Linked DNA regions of Zeugodacus cucurbitae: region 1 is linked to region 2. A link is a contact called in public Hi-C data. All regions are on one chromosome and are shown on one strand. The core of a region is the stretch at or near the end of the contact, and the rest is flanking DNA. Distances in the headings are between cores, read along the strand shown.

What was found. A called contact is a pair of places that touch in the nucleus more often than the background predicts.
Region 1: a Hi-C map of whole body shows a contact between it and region 2, with 4 times the contacts expected there. The contact joins the promoter of LOC105210035 here to the promoter of LOC105209091 in region 2. A contact is called at or near these places in 2 of 2 Hi-C or Micro-C datasets (both in whole body).

The regions. Positions count from the first base shown.
Region 1 is chr5:57,768,594-57,771,605 of idZeuCucr1.2, reverse strand. LOC105210035 (DENN domain-containing protein Crag) reads right to left here and starts at 1,661. Exons shown (of 18, transcript XM_011180756.3): 1 at 1,335-1,661; 2 at 451-755; 3 at 1-394. The coding sequence starts at 751. It overlaps LOC105210036 (a long non-coding RNA gene), which reads left to right and starts at 1,919. Exons shown (of 4, transcript XR_008471444.1): 1 at 1,919-2,221; 2 at 2,318-3,012.
Region 2 is chr5:57,230,885-57,234,040 of idZeuCucr1.2, reverse strand. LOC105209091 (matrix metalloproteinase-25) reads left to right here and starts at 1,270. Exons shown (of 10, transcript XM_011179285.3): 1 at 1,270-1,573; 2 at 1,645-1,797; 3 at 1,981-2,177; 4 at 3,028-3,156. The coding sequence starts at 1,397.

The DNA of each region.
Region 1 (3,012 bases), core at 412-2,911, 540 kb before region 2:
AGACAAAATAACGGCACACTTGGGCAGAGATTTAATGGAAAGTCATTATGATCGACAGTCGGATAACGCAGTAAAATTTCTGGTTGATAACTGATTAATTTCGGACGGTACATAGATTTTTTGTAGCATAAATATACATCACTGCCCATATAACCCTTATTCAGCGTTTTGTAGATGAGGCAGAATGCATGCGGTGGTCTTTCACCTTTACTTTGTACGATCACACATAAATCGGTAACGACCAGCTCGTTGCACGGCATATCGGGTCTTGCACGTCGGTATGTGAGATAAATTTTCGATGAAGAATTATTCACATTTGCGATACGTCCACCCGGTGTTTCGGCGACGATTTCGGCATCAGACATGATGCGTTCATGTCCATCGTATAGTACACCTATATAGATTTTTTAGATTATATTATTGCATTAATAGAAAAATATAAGTATTTACCTATATCCACCAAAGGCGGTCGATCTTTACCACGCTTATAATAAATATAACACTCTGTTGAACGCATTGAGCCATGATTGAGATTCGCAGGCAGTCCTGTAGGCGTTGTCTCCAACACCTCATAACCTTCGGGCACTTCCTCATCGAGTAACGGAAAGTATACACCAATATCTGTGATAGGTTCAATAGTATTGGCGGCACGTAAATGCCCAGATTCGCTAAATATATTCTCCTGCAACAATTGCGGTTGTTCTGGCATGCCAGCGACTACAAAGTAGTCAGCAATCCGTTTCTCCTCCATTGCGCTGTAGATAATAAAATGTTTCAGAATAACAAACACTGATATCGTGTAACTAAGAATACAACGCTTTTTTATATCTATAACAATTGCACTTTGTTTTCATTTGACGTTTTCATCGCCTTTGTTTTGGTCACTAACGAACACACAGCAACCACAATCCAATCAGATCTTGCTATGCACCGTTCACAATAGTGCACACAAAATGCATTTACTTGCAATTGCTGTTTATTGAGTCAAAACACTTTTTTTTTTGATTAACGCACAACAACCTGTTCTTCCCACTTAATGAAATCCTTCGATTTACATTGTACAATATATGTATATTTGTTAACGCCTTCCTTAAATCTAGTTTCTTACAAGGAGCGGGCTCAAACAAGTTCGCCCTTGCAGCTTTGCACTGTCATATGAATCACCGCCCCGTCACTTCCTCTTCTAGTATTGCTACAATTTGCTGTCGGGGTCAAATTGCTATTAGCCTCATCGTAGACCACCCGTTGCCAATGAAAATTTCTACTTTGCGGCTCAATTTACTATTATTACAAACACACAATTTGTTTATGTATTGTTAAAAAACACAACTCACTTTAATTGATTTTGCTAGGCTTTGCAATTTACGATTCAATTTGCTCATTAACTAGCCTGCTGCCTTTTACTTTTGCCTTGTACTCCTTTTTTCGTCGTGTGCTTCTAGTAGAAAAATTTTCACAGCACTGCGTAAAAAATGTTTTGACGTTTTACATCACCATTTCTCAGTTAAATACTGTTACAATTAATCGCCGTTGATAAATAAATGATTAATGAATGATTATTTAAATATTCTAATGAAGAATAAAATTCAGAAATGCTTCACTATTGGAATTTATTTTCCTTTGCAAAATCCATTGGTTCGGTGACTGCCAAATGCAATGAGTGTTGCCAGCTGTGGCAATTCGGAAATGTCAAATGTAATGCTTGGTGTACTTTAGAGTTAAACATTATAAATATTTGTATTATAAATTATTATAAATTTAAAAACAAGGTAAAATATCTTGCAATTTTTAATGAATTTATTAAAGAATTTATTTAATTTAAAAATATATTTGTGTTACTCGTTGCAACCCTTTACAAACTGTCATCTGCATTGTTTGGTAACTGTTATAAACTGTACTAAACGCACCGGAACTGACATAATTCGAACAGAATTCATTTAAATTTGTCAAAAATCAGTTTACGCTGTTGAGTCGTCAATAAATTATTTTATTATTATTACAAATTACTTTTGCGCTCCATTTTCATTATTTTCTGTTACTGTTGCTATAAAATAATATAAAATACGAATGCGTGTATGATTATATCGTTGTTCTCTTTACTACTCTTTTGTATATAAGGAATTCGTTGCAACAAAGAAACTGTTTGGAAGCTGCAACTTTCTGAATAAATGTTAAATTAAGAACGCAAAATGGATTATTAGTAAACATTATTGTGTAAGAAGTAAGTAAATAAGTTTATTGTTATTTTTTATTAATAAAGTGTACATATTTTTTTTCTTTGAATTCTCCTTTACCGCATCGAAATGTGAACAATCAGCACGCGTAAGTAATCATATCAAGAGATCGGTTAATTAAGGAACGTGCGCTAAAAGAACATCACAAGAGATGGCCCAAGACAAAATATAATAGAATAGAAAATCAGCGGGCGAAAATAATATATTCTAAGAAACACAATCAACCATTCCAAGGCAGTTTAAAACTTGTAGGAGAAGTTCTCTGTTAGTAGGAGAAGTTCAACTAAACTTCTATAAGTTCTAAAAGTGCAAAATTTAAGTGGTCGGTTTTCGTCTCATAATGCTCATTATATCGGTGTGAAAGCTACTTTACCTGACTTATTGAGTATCTTGAGGTTTACCCAATTTATGTGCGCTATAAGCTATCACGTAAACCTACCTGACAAATTCAAGTGAGACATGTGCAAATTTAAATTTTTTTCCATTGTCTTCCACCTCCGAGCCTTTTTAATTTCTACTGTGACAAATTCACGTACACATGCGGTCCGAACAAATACGCACGTGTGTTCCTATGATAACCACAACACGCACAGCTGCAACTAGCACAAAAAGATAAAGCAATGAAGAGATGCAGGAAATTTCCGCAAAAAACATTGGCTAACAAGTGTTTGGTGGTATCACATAAAAACAAGAATAAAAAACTGTGTGGGTGAGGGAGAACAGCAGACAATCATAAGGTAATTGTGTGTGTAGGACTTTTACCTATCATCAAAGTCAC
Region 2 (3,156 bases), core at 21-2,520:
ACAGGTAAACAAATAGGACGCGTGAAAAAAATTTAAATTTGATCTCACTAAGGGCCACTGGAGCGAAAAATTAATTTTGCCCGAAAGTGGTCGTCACAACAAAAAAAAATAATAATATTAGAGGCACAGAAAATGAAAGTGCGAGTATAAGGGCAAAAAATACATGGAGTACTAAGGAAATAAAAGGGGAAAAGGAGATTATTACATATACAGGTTATCTCATGATAGCACAATATTAAGATGCGAAAGTCACCCTTCGTAGCTGTTGACGTCGATACGAAAATCATGGCTTTTGGACGCCATGAATAAATACAAGGAGTTGCTATCCAGAATAAAGATATCACAACCGATCACATGAGACCATAATAGCCCTATCGCAGCTTCTTTTGGATATTGTAGAAGGCTAAATTCCTAGATATCCAGACCAAACATATGTTCTGTACCCAACGAGTCCCCGCATAACACTACCCATATTTTTGCAAACTCAACGAGCTCAATTCAACTAACACCCCTCTCTATATGGTCCGAACCTGCCGAAACAAACTCGTTTCTTGGGTCTCCTTTTAGATATTCTCAATGACAACTAGACTTAAGGTTACCCTCCAATTGGATAATAGTCTCAACAACAACCCTAATGGCTTTTTCATTTCATAACTACGAGCTTTTCATACATTAATCAATGCATTAGTGGAATATGCATAGGTCTACCGATGATAAAGTCTAGACTGATGATGCTGCAACGAAAATCAAATTGGAATATTCAAACCAGAACTTTAGTACAGTGCTCTGAAGCTCGGAAGGTTATAAAATATATATGTTTTGAGCTTCGATTTATTTTCGCCCGCATCCTTCGGATTTAGTCCCCAGCAAGGTGCTTAGTGTCTTCCGATATCAAAAAGTTGAAAGATCCTAAAATAGGAAAATTGCTTTCGATAGCTAAAAGAATCCACTACTGGATTATAAAAAGATTTGCTTATCTTAAAGAAATTTAAAAGCCCATTAAAGAGAGCCCGTTGACTCACTGTTCAGTTGACAAAAATATACAAATCTATAGTATATTTTTAACGACTGGTTGCCGATGAGCTCCAGCGAGTTTCACTCGATTTATGAATTAAAACCACATACACAGTCCTCATCGCTAGCACATATCTTGCGCTGTCAAGCCACGCCTCTACTCATCAAGCTTGCTTCAACGCCATCACATTTATACACAACGAAAATTTACTTATATTCTTACGCACGCGTTGATGATAAGCGCTCGGCGCCAAGTAAATAAATGACCACGCCGATCCATCGACTGGACGCACTCTTGAATCAGTTGCGAAAAACTGCTCTCCTCGTTCGGAACTGTGCGTGCGTGCGGCTAAACGGAAGTGTTTAAATAAATTTCAAAATTATGACGTCACTTTGGCTTTGGCTGATTATAACCTTGATGCTAGCGTGGGAGACGCGGCAAGCGCCAGCTAATATACAAGATTCAATAAGTGCAACAACATCAACAATGGCTGTAGAAATTACTCAGCAAGCGGATGTGCGCGAAAAACGGAACATTGAAGTGCCGCCACCGGAAATTGTATGCAAAACAAGAATCATAAGAATGGGAACAACTACAACACAGCTGATTGTATTGTATTCTAATTTTAGTTACGTTTTATGCGTCGCTTTGGCTACTTGGAGGCCAATCCCAGCGATTCGGAATCACTTTATCATGAGTCGGCGATTATCGAAGCTATAAAGAATGTACAAAAATATGGTGCGCTCAATCAGACGGGCGAGCTGGACAATCAAACATTGGAGGTAACACAAAACGACGACGACGAGCACCACATAAAAGCAATCACACCAACATAAAACATGCAATTAGCGCCGCTGATATTGATAAGCGTGTGTGACTTGAGTGAACTTAATGGCACTTTCAAGCTCGTTACTTTAATATGCGCATCAGAAGCGTTTTAATTTTAGCTTTTATTTACTTTTAAGCTCTTCAACAAGCCACGCTGCGGCGTCCCTGACATTGAAGGAACTCCCTATTATCTGACAAGCAGTACACAGCGCTCTTATATGCAAAGCATCAGAGACAGAAGGAGTGAGTCACGCGAAGGAAGTGATTTTCGTATGCGGCGCAAACGTTTTGTGGTCGGTGCGCCTACTTGGAAGAAACGGCGCTTACGTTACCAGTAAATATGTCTATTAGGGAAGTGGTGTTTGTGTAAACGTGGAAAACAAACCAGTAATGACTCGAAGTAGAAAAAGTAAACAGCTATAGAACTTGGCGGGATTAAACCCCAGCAAAATCCAAATCTATTGTTCCAGAAAAGATCACATAATTGCGTTCTCAAAACGATTAAGAATTTCTTTTGTAAGATCTGTAAGAAAGAGCAGATAAACCTATAGAAAACAGGAAAACCAGGAGAGTTGTGAGGAATCAACTTCACTGTGTCGATTCCTATAACGCCCTAACTTATACTTTGCGTTTCTCTCAAGCTCTCTTCATCCCAGTTTCTAATCCACGTTTCTCTCAAGCTCGTTCTCAATCAGTTCGTGTTGCTTATTTCTCCGGAGGTCCAAACCTGCATCTCTTCAAACTTCAGCTTTCGGTAACTCTCCCTTCTCCTCAGGATTCGCTCGATCTCAACCCTTCTAAAAGCTTATTGATCTGAGCTTCGATAGTTGATCCCATATACCCGGGAATCAGAGAACACAGAGCAGAGTTCAACTGAAGAAGATCGTATCCACTAGATACTTCATCAACGATCTTCCTATCAAAATGGTATACACAATTAGTCTTATAAATGACGATCCTCTAGTATCCTTCCTTCCTTCGTCAGTTGGCTCCGGATTTTTACCTAACCCATGACTGTCACGTCCTTTCCACAAAATTCTTTATTCTTTTCCTGAGTAGCAAGCAACATTATAATTTTGACCGCTGAAGTCTGCTTAGACAAGAAAGATGACACAATACACAAACGCCACTACAACTCACAGCAGCGTTATTACAAATTTTTAAATTCTCAATATTTTTCCCAGCATCAGCAATTGGTCCCGGAAAATACCGAAATTTCAAGTGGAACGTGACATCGCGCGAGCTCTAGAGCTATGGGCCCGATATAGTGGACTTAGATTCGAACGCGTCAATAACACCGATGCCGATATAAT